2 separate regions of the Mus musculus genome follow, and region 2 is linked to region 1. A link is a contact called in public Micro-C data. All regions are on one chromosome and are shown on one strand. Each heading gives the region's core, a stretch centred on a gene start, on an enhancer-like site or on the middle of the called end of the contact. The rest is flanking DNA. Distances are from core to core; before and after follow the strand shown. Region 1 holds the start of Hs3st6 (heparan sulfate (glucosamine) 3-O-sulfotransferase 6). Region 2 holds the start of Tsr3 (TSR3 20S rRNA accumulation).

The links. Hi-C and Micro-C count contacts between places; a contact is called where the count stands out from the background.
Region 2: a contact with region 1 is called in a Micro-C map of embryonic stem cells, with 1.7 times the contacts expected there. The contact joins the promoter of Tsr3 here to the promoter of Hs3st6 in region 1. A contact is called at or near these places in 1 of 484 Hi-C or Micro-C datasets (embryonic stem cells) and 3 of 115 datasets of contacts at active chromatin or transcription factors (embryonic limb bud, pancreatic cancer cells and stem cell-derived neural progenitor cells).

What each region holds. Positions count from the first base shown.
Region 1 is chr17:24,751,587-24,754,286 of GRCm38.p6, forward strand. It overlaps Hs3st6 (heparan sulfate (glucosamine) 3-O-sulfotransferase 6), which reads left to right and starts at 1,402. Exons shown (of 2, transcript NM_001012402.2): 1 at 1,402-1,912. The coding sequence starts at 1,500.
Region 2 is chr17:25,238,910-25,241,609 of GRCm38.p6, forward strand. Tsr3 (TSR3 20S rRNA accumulation) reads left to right here and starts at 1,261. Exons shown (of 6, transcript NM_026676.3): 1 at 1,261-1,455; 2 at 1,535-1,754; 3 at 2,155-2,348. The coding sequence starts at 1,344. Gnptg (N-acetylglucosamine-1-phosphotransferase, gamma subunit) reads right to left here and starts at 1,207. Exons shown (of 11, transcript NM_172529.3): 1 at 1,151-1,207; 2 at 1,005-1,062; 3 at 866-933. The coding sequence starts at 1,202.

The DNA.
Region 1 (2,700 bases), core at 152-2,651:
CCTGGGAGTGCTCAGAGGAGAACCAGCTTGTCTTCAACAAATCCCATTTACAGCTAGATCCGAAGAAGAACTTCCTAGGTCCCTACATGTACTAACATGCTTCCCAGACAGTGCTGGACTAAAAACCCGCCCACAGGGCTGCTGGCACCAGCTTGCCCTGACAAGCAAATGTAGCTCTGGTGTCTGGGACTAGTTTTGGGTGGTGCATGTCCCCCTTGTACCTAGCTGCCCTCAGGGTGGGAACTAAATGTCTGTGGGTCATTGGAGTTTTCTGTCCCTCAGAGGCAGCCTGCAGTGTGAGACTTGTTCAGATGCCATGAGACCCACGGACTGCTGATTAATAAACAGAGCCGAGGGCAGAGGCTGAGTAAGGGTACTGGGGCAGGGACTAGACTGGGCAGCCAGGAAAGTCGGACAGAGGCAGAAAGAAGAGGCGCCGTTACCTTTTCCCTGGTCAGGGCAACTTATTCGGCATCCTGGATGGAGTCTTTCCTCCTCTGCATTCCTAGTAAGCAGCTTTGTAGACTCGGTGAGCCAGGAACAGGACATGGAGGCGCGGGGGTGGGGTGGGGGTGGGTGGGTGGGGTGGGGGTGGGTGGGTGGGTGAGAAGTTTCTGCAGTGTCTGGTAGGTTTCACACATGTGAGGGCCCCGGGAATCTCACTATGCTCAGAGGAAGCTCCACAGACAGAACCCAGATGCCTCCCCTGCCTCCTAGTACAGGCCTTTTCACTCCTGGGGGGCGAGGGGGCGTGTCACCGCTTTGCAATTTCCCGAAGGGATCACTGACATCTTGGGGAGGCCAGCTCTATTTGATACAAGGACTTTAAAATGGTGGCCCGACTATCGGACAAGCTCTCTCCACAGGGCAGGGCTCCCACCCTAATGAATGGCTAGGTGGACTGTTGGCAAGTAATGCAACAAGCATTCCTGTCACAGGCTCAAAGATGCATGGGGACCCTTTCCGCGCCGGATGTATGCCTGGCTCCATCCTTCCTGCACAGGCGATTCCTGGACACGGTGTCCTCCGGTGATGAGGCCCTGGCTCCGGGAAACAGGGGCTGAGGCCGCACACCTGTCGCCCTGGTCCAAAGGGGCAGAGATAGACTTTTAAAGGACAGAACGGGGATTCCCACTCGCCCAGTCTTGTGTCCCTCCGCGCCACGCATTCCCGTAGTGTAAGAGCGAAGACTTTGGAGCCAAGCGAACCGGAGACCAGCTCAGGAGGAGTGTTGGGGTAGCTGGGATAGCTCCTGGTCGCTCTGGAAGTTAGCTGGAGTCGCTAGTCCCAGGCGAGGGCTGGGGAGGGGCGTCTCGGCCCCGCCCCGCCCCGCCCCGCCCCGCCCCGCCCCGCCCCGCCCCTCTCCGGCTCCAGGGTTGCGAGGCTGCGGAGCTCAACCCAGAAGCCGGGCGCCCTGGGGTTGAGCGGGCGACGCACTATAGCCGGGATGCGCACCTGTCTGCGGTTCCCGCTCCCGAGCCTGAGCGCGAAGCGACCCCATGGCAGGTAGCGGTGGCCTGGGCGGCGGGGCCGGTGACCTCCAGGGTGCGGGGACGGGCCAGGGGACTGCACTGCGTGCTCTCCGTGCTCCGCTGGCGCTCGTAGTTCTGTTGCTAAGCGCCTACTGCCTCTTCGCCCTCCCCGGCCGCTGTCCACCTGCCGCCCGCGCCCCTGCTCCGGTTCCTGCACCCGCCGAGCCGCCCCACACCTCCCTCCGTCTGAGAGCACCCGGCCTGCCGGTGGCCAGCGGCCCGGGGCGCCGGCGCTTTCCTCAGGCGCTCATTGTGGGTGTGAAGAAAGGCGGCACGCGCGCATTGCTGGAGTTCCTGCGGTTGCACCCCGACGTCCGTGCACTTGGCTCTGAACCCCACTTCTTCGACAGGTGCTATGATCGCGGCCTCGCCTGGTACCGGTGAGCGTCCCTGCTGGTCCGCGCCTCGTCGGTGTGTGCCTTGGACTGTGCTTTCTTAGAACCCAGGATGAGTAGGGTAGAATCCTGGGCACTGGGTCTAAAACAAGCCTGTTAGGGAAATAGCCTTGATTTCCTGGGCACAGCGACCCTCGAAGGAGAGGCCATCTATAGCCAAGGGTCGCAGGAATTAGAAAATCTCAGAGAAAACTCTGTTCTCCTGTTGGGTGGCCAAGGGACTCAGCGAGGCATGATCCTATCTTGAAAGTAGTTTCAAGCGAGTGAGATAACTGGGCAGGTAGACTTTCCTTTTTAGAGGGTCAGGGAATTGAACCTGAAGCCTCAAATGTACTAAACGAGTATTCTACCACTAAGCTACTAATATATATCCATATATTATTATGGTTTATATCAATATAATCCCGGTGGAGCTACTTGGCAGCCTTAGAGATACTTGGAGCTCAGTCACTTTATCATCCCTTCGTGTCTGTCCATTCCCTGCTATAACTCTGGGTAAGTACTGGTAATTATCTGACCACTAGTCAAGTATATTTTGGAAGGGCCTCCAGGTTTCCAGAAGTGTTCTAGAAAGTGCCTTTCCACCCCTAAGAATCTCTCCCTCACCCTGCATCAGGGAGCCCTCTATAGCTGCTGGAGTCTGAAGAAAGTTAGGTCTGGGCTTTGAGGAGGGAGACTCTGCTCTTTGGTTTAGCCCAAGGGTGGGGACTGGAATACACCCTTCTGTAGCTGTCCTTTCTACATACAGGAGGACTTGGGATGCAGCAGTGGAA
Region 2 (2,700 bases), core at 11-2,510, 490 kb after region 1:
TTCTCTAGCTTCTCCATTGGGGGCCCTGTGTTCCATCTTATAGATGACTTGTGAGCATCCACTTCTGTATTTGCCAGGCACTGGCATAGCCTCATACGAGACAGCTATAACAGGGTCCCTTCAGCAAGATCTTTCTGGCATATGCAATAGTGTCTGGGTTGCCAAGGTTCTTTTATGCTGGCCAGCCCTGAGCCACCTCCAACAGCTTGTCTTTCAGTCCTCCTAGGATCTTAGTCCCAAATTTCCTGTGCTGGTGCCCTCTCCACTCCGTAAGACCTAGAAAGGGCTAGATACACCTGGAGTGTTGAGTCTTCATACCCAACATCCCTAGAGCTTCTAATTGGTCTAAGCACCTGTGGAAAGTAGAGGCTTTAATACCACAAGTTGGAGGCCAGCTTGAGTCTACTATAAAAGACTTTGAAAGACTCTTACCTTAAAAACACAAAAGTAGCCGGGGGTGGCACACGCCTTTAATCCCAGCACTTGGGAGGCAGAGGCAGGCGGATTTCTGAGTTCCGGGCCAGCCTGGTCTACAAAGAGTTCCAGGGCTATACAGAGGAACCCTGTCCCGAAAAACAAAACGAAACAAAACAAAAACCCCACAAAAGTTAGGGATGTGACCCAAGCCTTGAGCGCTTGCTTGCTTAGCCCTAGGTAATCGCCAACCCTGGGAGCGAGAGGGGATTGCAGTTCCAGTATATACTTCAGAGCATTTAAAACACTCAAGTTTGACAAACGAATTCGTAACCCTTCAGCGAGTACATTATGAGTCCTTCATCCAAGGCACCCTTCCCTCCCTAACCGAGAGCTTTTTTCGGCCCCCTCAGTCAGCACCTCGGCCAGCTCCGCACCCTCCCGCGCTCACCGGATACAGCTGAAGGCTCTCTCTTGGGCTGAAGGCGGCTTGCCTGGGGCAAGAACGGGTTATTCAGCCTATGGAACAGAGAAGGTCAGAAGAGCCAGCCAGGCTCGGTCCCCAAGCCGCAGGACCGTGATCCGCTCACCCGAATGTGTTAGGCTCCTCCACCACCTTCATCTTCCCGGCACATGCCGGCGCGGGCCCTGCGGAGCGGGGAGAGAGGTGGTGAGTAGGGAGCGGAGGCGCGAGCGACGCCAGCGCGCGGGGGGCTATGTGCGCGGAGCCACTGACCCTGCGACGCGAGCCCCAGCAACATCAGGAAGCCAGCCAGCCGCCCCGCCATTGCTCCTAGGGTCTCACGGTCACGTGAGTGACAGCCGGAACTGACTCCCCTCAAAACCGGAAGCTGTGCGAGCGCGCACGCGCGCACGCTCTTGAACAAACGCTGGAGCTGAGGATTTCATCTCGGATTTCATCTAACATTATGGGCCGCAAGAAAGTTGCTCGCGGATCCAGGAAAGAGAGCGGTCGTGTTCGGCGACCCTCTGGCCGCTCTCTGGATGCTTTCGCTGAAGAGGTGGGCGCTGCGCTGCGTGGTGAGTTTGGAGCAGTCGGAGCAGCGGGTCGGGCCTGGGAGCAGGCGCTGAGGACCCGGCCTTCTCTCTCTCCTTGTAGCATCCGTGCAGCCCGAGGAGGCCGAGGACCAGGGCGGCCCGGGCCCTGCGGCGCTGCCTTGTGCCTTGGCTATGTGGGAGCTTGGTCACTGCGACCCCAAGCGCTGCACGGGCCGCAAACTGGCCCGTCTGGGTCTGGTGCGCTGCCTGCGCCTGAGCCAAAGGTTTGGCGGTCTGGTGCTCAGCCCAGTAGGCACTGAGTACGTGTCTCCGGCAGACAGGTAGACACCAGAGGCCTGGGGATCGGGGAGGGGTCGGAGAGGGGTTGGAATGCCCTTCCCACCATCTTGTCTTTGTTAAACTGCCCTGTATCAGGAGTATCATTTTCTTCAAGCCTTGCTTATTGGTCTTGGATGTCCACATCTTTCATATGAGCAGAGTTGTATTTAATTTGACCCTTTTCATAGAGCAGGGCTATAGTGTAGAAAGCCTAGGAGAAACATTTGTTGTGTAAAGTAAACACTGTCCAGCTACCCTCAACTGCTTCCTGAAGGGTTCTTTCTACTATTGCAATAAACCATAACTTCGAAATAGCAGAGTGATCTCTCATCTGTAGTGAAGCCAGTCTCCAAGGATGTGCCTTATTTGGGGCCCTAGAACCTACCCTACACTCTCTGACAGACAGCTGGTGGCACAGTCAGGGGTCGCAGTCATAGACTGCTCCTGGGCCAAACTGGACGACACACCCTTTCAGAAGATGCGAGGGAGCCACTTGCGGCTCCTGCCTTACCTCGTAGCTGCCAACCCTGTAAACTATGGCCGGCCCTGCAAACTTTCCTGTGTGGAAGCTTTCGCTGCTGCCTTCTGCATCGTAGGTGAGTTTTGGGTCTGACAGAAGCCTGGCAATGGCAGTCTGGAGGCTGACTGCTTGCCCCCTCCTCCTCCCTCACCTGGAGACTGGGGTTTCTTCTGGCAGAGTCTGAGCAAGGGGGTGGGATGTGAGGAGAATATATTGGGAGCCATTAGAAAACAGCCTTTGTCTTCAGTCTCAGTGCCCACATACAGTCTTAACCTTATGAAGCAGAGGTAGAGGCAAAATGGACCACTGCCTTCCCTGGATGGTGTGTGGGCCCAATGGCTACCCCGTAAGACACAGAGACTAGGATAATAGGACTGTTTCTCAGCAAATGAGAGGAACCTTGGGAACTGTAGAGGAGGTGACAGCTT